Linked DNA regions of Zea mays: region 1 is linked to region 2. A link is a contact called in public Hi-C data. All regions are on one chromosome and are shown on one strand. Each heading gives the region's core, a stretch centred on a gene start, on an enhancer-like site or on the middle of the called end of the contact. The rest is flanking DNA. Distances are from core to core; before and after follow the strand shown.

What was found. A called contact is a pair of places that touch in the nucleus more often than the background predicts.
Region 1: a Hi-C map of leaf shows a contact between it and region 2, with 2.1 times the contacts expected there. The contact joins the promoter of LOC100501828 here to the promoter of LOC103651107 in region 2. A contact is called at or near these places in 5 of 25 Hi-C or Micro-C datasets (ear, leaf, root tip and 1 more).

The regions. Positions count from the first base shown.
Region 1 is chr3:193,576,021-193,579,855 of Zm-B73-REFERENCE-NAM-5.0, forward strand. LOC100501828 reads left to right here and starts at 1,754. Exons shown (of 2, transcript NM_001196479.1): 1 at 1,754-2,076. It overlaps LOC100281260 (disease resistance protein RGA4), which reads right to left and starts at 1,438. Exons shown (of 1, transcript NM_001154179.1): 1 at 1-1,438. The coding sequence starts at 1,311. The coding sequence ends at 76.
Region 2 is chr3:193,430,559-193,434,818 of Zm-B73-REFERENCE-NAM-5.0, forward strand. It overlaps LOC103651107 (disease resistance protein RPS2), which reads right to left and starts at 2,302. Exons shown (of 3, transcript XR_004857334.1): 1 at 1,971-2,302; 2 at 1-1,721.

The DNA.
Region 1 (3,835 bases), core at 504-3,003, 140 kb after region 2:
AAGCCACTTGTCACTACTCGCTTCTACAAACGGATCTACCACAACATATGTGTTGCCTATTTCAGGCTTCCGCTGTTACCTAGCAGTGATGATATGGTCACTCTTGCCGAGTTCCTCGCTGGTAGATGTCGATGCAGGTGGCGAAACGCTGCTGCTTGCGAAGATGTCTCCCATTGTCTTGGCTGCCGATGGGAACCCGCCACAAGTCTCAAGGATCTCCTGTTTCATATGGTTAACAGTGACAAGATCGACAGCCTTTTTCTCCTGGGGCTGGGAAAGAACAACATCCATGAAAATTGCCCAGCTCGCGCTGTCCACCAATGGCCGCACACGGTACAAGCAGCTCTTCCTCACCATCGCCTCTGCCGCCTGCTCCAGCCGGCTGGTGACGATCACCAGGCCACCTCTCCCTTTGGGCAGTGCGAACGCGAGGCGTTCTGATAAGACAGACAGGTCGTCGGCTCTCCGCATGGCGTTCTGGGGGCCAACGCCAACAACGTCAGAGTACCAGCTATCGATGTGCCACACGTCGTCGAACACTATGAGGAACCTCTTCCCCTCGAGCTGTTCGTGGACGGCGATCGTCAGCTCTGTCAGGCTATCGCTGCCGTTCATGGACAGGATGGCATCCTCCTCGTGTCCAAGAGCCATGAGCATCCCCTGCAAAACTTCCTTGCGTCTGTCTGCTCCAGCAGAGGCGGTGCGCGACATGCACATCCATATCCTGGGGAAGAAACGGCCTTTCGCACGCGGGCTGCTGAACAGGAGCTGCGCGAGCACGGTCTTCCCGATGCCGCCCATGCCCACGATGCCAACGCCGTTAAGCTTCCCCGCGCCGCAGTCCCTGAACGCCATGGACTCCAGCTCCGCGAGCTGCTGGTCAAACCCATGGATCCTGCTCCCTTCGAGCCAAGACGTCGTCCAGCGGTCCAACCCAGCGGCGGCGTCCTCCTGCGACGCCGCAGCGTTGCCACCGGAGTCGTTCTCGACGCACTCGAGGACTCTGCGCCTGACCGCGGTCACCCTCTTCTTGGTCTTGGGGAAGCGCCAGGCGTCGGACTGGGCAAAGCACCAGCGCTGCTGATTAGGCCGGTTGGCGAGCCTGCGGCACTCGGCGAGCAAGTCGTTGAGTTCGTAGAGGCACTCCCGGAGCTCATCGGCGTTGGCGGGAGAAACGGCCGCCTTCTCCAGATCGGTCCTCATGTCGTGGAATTGGGCGCGGAAAGGGAGCTCCGCCTCTGCGTCCGCTGCCTCCTCGGTGAAGCTATCCACGAACTTCTTCACAAGAAACTGGACGACTTCCACGGCCATCGCGACGTCGGCCTTCCTCTTCAGCCTCAGGAGTGTGGCTTGTAGAGAGACGACTAAACAGGAGACAATTATTCAGCGTTTCTCCGGACAAGCGCCGGGAATTGTGACTTTGCATAGCAGCTCAATCAAGTGGGCGCAAAACGCGTAATAGTTAGTAGCCAGTAAACGGAGACTGACTGAGGACAAGCCATGGCCACATCGGCGGTCGCCGGTTGGTCACCAGTCGCTAGTGCCTAGTGTTGATGGTCACCAGTCGCTAGTGCCTAGTGTTGACCCAGAGACGACTTGATTCGTTTGTACTGATCTCGGATGTACTAAACAAAACCCTCCTTCCCCAAGAAAAAGGCAAAGGACAGAGGCAGGCAGCGAATCAACAATGGATGCGAACTGGACATACATGGACAGCTTCCTGACAACATGGAATGAGTGGGAGATCCGCATGCTTGTGCTCACCAGCCTCGCCCTCCAGGTGTTCCTCCTCTTCTCCGCCGGCATCCGCAAGCGTAACGTCTCCGCCGTGCTGAGCCTGCTTCTATGGTTGGCCTACCTGCTCGCGGACTCCATCGCCATCTACGCGCTCGGGTACCTCTCCCAGACGCGCGTGCCCAAGGGCGTGGACCCACAGTCCTTCGAGCGCACTCACCGCGTCCAGGCCTTCTGGGCACCGTTCCTCCTCCTCCACTCGGCGGCCAGGACACCATCACCGCCTTCTCCACCGAAGACAACGAGCTCTGGAAGCGCCACCTGCTCAGCCTCCTCACCCAGGTACGCGACCAGCTATGCCACATGCGTGCTTCCAGTTTTTTTCCCTGCGCCGGCCGGCGATGCCCCGCCGTAGTCAGGCCTCCTGTTTGTTCAAACATACCGAACAGAATTGAATGGGCTAAAATCTTTGATATTTAACTTTAAATTAGAAAGGGATTTCAGTCCCTTCGATCTGCTTTGGTATTTTTGCTCTTAAACAAGAATCTACATCGTATAAGCTAGGACCACACTTTCATCTTATCTCCGGCCACCCGTGACTCTTCGATCCATCCTTCCCGTCACGGATACTTGCGTTGGGAAAACAAAAACAATGCCAGGTAATTAAGTTTACAGCGGCCATTAAATGGAAACCTTGCAAACGGAGAGGCTTCCTTGTCTTGGTGAGGGAGGCTCCGATGATGAAGATTTTTGGATGGAGGGAGTATAATCTAGTTTAAATATATATAAACAACCAACACATATTATTATGTGGATTCTATAATCTAGATATCTAGGTTATAATATCCATAAACATATCAATAGATGCTTATATAATCCATAAGCTAGATTATATAATTCTAGAATGAAATTCAAGCTTGACATGTTCGGCCCACAAAACCGTTGTTGTTTGTATGTATATTGGAAAATATATATATATAAACAGATGAATTATCTATTTACATTGGGCACATGATTTTAAATTTGTGAAGAATAATACAAGCTATTATTATATCATTTATGATATTGGTCTGTTAGGCTATCTCCAACAAGGTTCGGTAAACCGACCTGTACGCTAGAAATAGCAGACCGAGGCGTCTTTGAGGCCTCCAATAAGATCCGCTATAGCCTCCGGTAAAATTTAGGGTGCGTTCGTCGTCCGCTATCTGTAGCGTGCTAGCTTTCGCTCGCTATCCGTTGTTCACTCCCGCGCTGTCGTCTTCTGTTGTCTCCCGCACCGGCTCGGAACCCTCTCGTCGTCGCGCCCACTGTGCAGCACATCCCCTCCGGTGTACGGCTCCAACACGACAAGGTGTTCTCCCCGCTCCGGCCCAGCTTCCCCTCCATTGGCCGCGCACGCTCCCCCGACTCCCCAACCAATCTGTCCACACCAAGTCGCAGTAGCTCATGTTGTCGGGGCTCAAGATGATGCGTGTGGAGCGGCTTCGCATGCTGGAGGTTGGCGGCGCTGTGCTTGAAGTTGAAGACGTTGTGGTCAACCACGTCGTCGCTTTCAAACCGAATCTGGTTTTGGACACGCAGGCAAGCAATTTGTCTTCGATTGCTTCCAGACCTAATCTGAATCCCTCATCGCACTTCCTCCTCACGGCAAAACAAGATTCATCATTTAGCTGCATATTTAATGGAATAGATTTATCCATTTCGTAAGTGAGATTTAACCATTTCTCAAGTGTTCCTAGCCATTGTTCAGATTATGTCTATTCTGTACATGTGCGATGAGGGATTCAGTAAAGTGTTCCTAGCCATTTTTGTGGATGAATTTAGTGGTCAACATTGATTCGTATCTATGAAGGGTTCAAGAATCTTTAGCAATGGAAAATAGCTTTACTCTTCGTCCTCACCAATTTGTGCCATCACCAAGCCATCAGTTGGTGATTCAGTTGTCTTGAATAGAATGAAGTTAGGATAGTGCACTGGCGAAAATGATTTATCATAGGAATGCTTTTTATTTGGAAATTTGGTTGCATATGCAGAAATTCCAGTAGTCATTGGTCGGGTGTGCTGTTGATGTCTGCTCTAGGTGTTGATTATGATGTTAATC
Region 2 (4,260 bases), core at 1,052-3,551:
AAATTTGTGAACAATCGTCATCACAATTTTGACATATTTCAACCAGTCATCTTCAGAGCCAATGGAGATCAACTGTCAAAATATTGTCCCAGATGCAACATGGGACAATAAACCCTCAATTGATATGTTGACAGGGTCGTTTAAATTGCAACTAATCTCCTCACAAGCTCTTGCGAAAATCTAGCCAAAAGAGGGCCTTTCATCGAACATCACATTCACGTTCTTCATTACATCAAAACTAACATTCCTATAAACATCTTCCTCCACGCTTCCTCCACGTTATAGTGTCACTAGGGTGTCCATCTATTACAAACACGGATTCATAACTCAATAACCATTAAAGATGGTACCTGACTAACACTATCAACTAATGCCTAACTAAATACTATCCCCATCTACTAATATACTAATGCCTAAATACTTACTAAGTAATAAATAAGTAATAGATAATTGCTTACATATAACTATATACTACTACCTATATACTTACTAATCTAATAATGCCTAAACACTTAATACTAACTATACACTAATAAATAACTAACCACATCAAGCAGTTATATGATCGATTAATATTGTGTAAAAAACGAGTATACCTGAGGCCGTCGTGTAGTCAAGCTATAGGTGGCGGAGGTGATGGAATCGAACGACCTCCTATCTACATCGACGTCCAAATATAACATGCCATCGACGTCCAAATATAACATGCCATCGACGTATATAATCACCATCGACGTCCAAATATAACATGCCATGCTTTATGAGAACATCAAGAATTTCCTTGCCAATATGGTTAACCTCATCAAAATCAGTAGTTTTCTGGAGTAGACCATCTGTTTTCCAGTGCCAGATTTTTGACTGAAATTCCTTGATCCTCCGGGAAGAGTAGGCAGTACAGCAAGCATCGTCGCACATTATTGTTAGGAAGCTGCTGGTATCCAAATTTCACCAGGCGCTTCATGGTGTTTAACGCTGATGTCTGAGCTTCTAGAGTGACATGCGCTTTTGCGACCAACTCATCAAATGCTTCTTGTGTAGGTGAGCCATACAGAACCCCAGCCAATAGAATGACTGTGAGCGGCATGCCAAAACAGCAACTGATTAAGTCATGTGCAAAGTTGATATCTTTTCCAATCTTTTCACGCAGCAGGTCGTATGACTCTTCATAAGTAAGAGGTTGTGGCATTATAACTACATCTGGCTCCATGATTGATTCTCCCCTCACAGTTCGTGTAGTCACAAATATTTTTGAGCCAAGACTTTGCTGTCGAGGACGAGGAACTCCCAGGTATTCTAAGATACCCTCTTCAGTAAAATAAACATTATCAAGAACAATGAGGAATTTCCGTGCTGTGAGATATTCCTTGATTATGGCCTTGGTTCTTTCTACAGACAAGTTATCTCCTTTGTTACATGAAAGAGATGCTGCAATCTTATTGAGACACTGTCTCATGCTACAGTTAATTGACAAGGGAACCCAAACATACTCTTGAAAGAGATTCGAAGTCCTTGCTGCCCGGTATGCAGCCTTCGCAGCCCATGTCTTTCCAGAGCCAGCAATACCTTGGATGACAATTACTCCAACATCTGGACGAACAAGCAGCCCGAGCATATGTTGGAATGAAATCACCTGACCGTGATTTATAGTTTGCAGCCTTGGAAATCGGATTGTCTGCCTTTGCCTCCAAGAGGAATAATAGGACGCCATTATGCTGCTTATCCTGTTTTTTTTTCCAGTTGTATTTCTTGGGTTAGTCTGGTCAACAATAGGACGACATATACAAGTTTAATAGAATCACACACACACTACTAGTATTTGTTACAGAAACTTGTTGGTTTGGGCGTATGCCCTTTTCTCCATTTAGATAAGTATCTTTTGCTGTTTTGCATGATATGCATCTCTAATTTGGGGATAAAAGTAACACGGCACAAATGAGAAACCAAAATTCAGAAAACGAGAAAGCACCCACCTGCTGTCCCGTGCGGCTCAAAGATGTTGGAGAGGAGCATTCGCACCGAGGCGCTTCAGCGATTTCCAGTGGCCCTGCGCCCTAGGGTATGCGATATGCCGGCAGGCGGCAGCTGTGGAATGGGAGAGATGCAGGAACTGAGGAGGGCGGGCAACGAGCAATGTCCAGGTCGAAAACCCGCCAAAATTTGGTGAGGCGTGGGAGCTCGCCTGTCGCCTAGAGAAAGGCGGACGCAGTATTGCGAAGGCGAGACCTTGACTTGAGTAGTAGGCCAGTAGGGTAGACAAGACGATCGTATCGAGAATTCGAGACCCTGTCACTGGCACGCGGCTGAGAAGCCTGTTTGTGGTAGAAAATCCGTTTTGAGTTGCCCTGCCTCGCCAATCCGTATAGATCACTGACGTGACCTATAAAAAATATCCTACAATTTAAAAATGAATATATTTAATATAATTTAGTGCACCAACAAAATATCTAGTTCCAACTGTAAAGCCTTAAATGTATATTATAGTACAGCTCAGTACAATATAGTGTATTTGAGTTACTTGAGAGTGTGTTTTATAATTTTTTGACCAAATTTTATAAAATGAGGCGTTGTTGGAGTAGTTTTTCCTGTGTAAAGCTCTATATTTCAATTTGAGGCAGCAGTTTGAAGTATTATTGGATATGCTCTCACATGAGGGCTGTAAAGGCTCTCTAGCGTCACCTATCATAATTTCTATTTCAAACTCCACTCTATAAACAGTGTTATCTTATCGGTGTTTCGTACCTCGCTCCGACAAGTAAATTTATTGTGCGCAATTGCGCGTTCCGGGCTCTGGAGGGTGTGCGCGGAGGGCGCAAGATTTATACTGGTTCGGATAGAACATCCAATATCTAGTCATCGGTGACTTGCACTACCATCACCATTGATGAGGAAACTCGTAGTAGGGGTTATAAGCAATCGAGAGATGGAGGGAGGCTCTCATGTCTCTTGTTGGGGTGGAAGTGGAGCTTAGAAGCTGAGAGGTGGAGTCCTAGCTAAGTCTTGATTTAGTGGGGGCTCCGGCCTCCTGGTCCTCGTCGGCGCTCCTCCTCCTATTCATCCTTGTGGGCTCGTTTCCGTCTGAAGGCCTCCGGTCGTCTCCAAGTCGATATCCTCTCTCCGTCCTCTCGTCCTGAGGCGACCCTCTCCCTTTTATAGATCGGGAGAAGGATCGGCCAACGGTGACTCCTCTAGGAAGGAGCCATAAGGTAGGGGTAAAATTAGTGTTTTACCTCGGGTAAGTCCATGTGTACTCGCGGGGCCTAGGGCTGCCTGGCTATCGCGTATTTATCGTAGTGGATGACGCGGGGGCGGCGATGGTCCTAGTTGCATCATTCCGGCTATGTCGAGACCTGGCTTCTGTAGCCTAGGGCTCTGTGCAGTCCGTCGTGTAGTGCCCTGCGGGAGGTATGCGCATTCAGGCCTAGTCCGATAGGCCATAAGTGTGTCGCAGTCCGTGGGCGCGCGAGCCATTAATGCACAGTAGTCCGAGGGTTTGTAGGTCATGAGTGCTATGCGGCCTGAGGGGTCCTTAGGTCATGAGTGGAAAGTGGACTGGTGGTCACGCTGTGGCTCGATGTTAGGCGTGGTTAATGCGGCCAGCCATTTACGGCAGGTCAGTCCGAGGCCGGGCGCGGGATCCACTCGAGTGGTTCCCTTTCGACACGCTCGTCCTCCTTGTCAGGCTCCGGCACACCCAGCCCCAGGCTCGGTGCCGCGGGTTTGACCGGGGGTGGGTCCTTCTAGAGTTGGTGTGCCTGTCTCTTCTAACTAACTAACGGACCCAACGATCTGGGGCCCTTTCCTAAGCGCGTTCACTGACTGGTGGGTCCAGGGACCGGGGACCATTTCCCCAACAATAGCCCCCGAGCCCTAAAGGGGAGAGTGTCTCCCTTTGGGGGCTGATAACGGGTCGGACATGTGTCGGGTTGGACATTGTCTTATTCCTTTTTGTCGCTTGTCGTTGTCGAATGTAACCAGCAAAGTCCACTGTTGGCTTCAGTTGGACGCTATAAATAGGGGCTCGCTCCGTGCTTACCCCCAACAGACTTCAGTCGTTGCTTTGTGTTTTCTAAAAGCGGTATTTAGTTGGGATGGTTTTGTTGCCTCCAACCTCTCGGGGTCTCATCGGCTGGTCATGGATCACGGTAAGCGCCTAGCTTCGGAGTGCTCTTACTAGGGCCGGTCTAAGCACCGCACATCGTAGGAAAGGTGGGTAGTGACCAAGCACTCACTCAACTCCCGCCCCTCCATCGTATCGGTGAC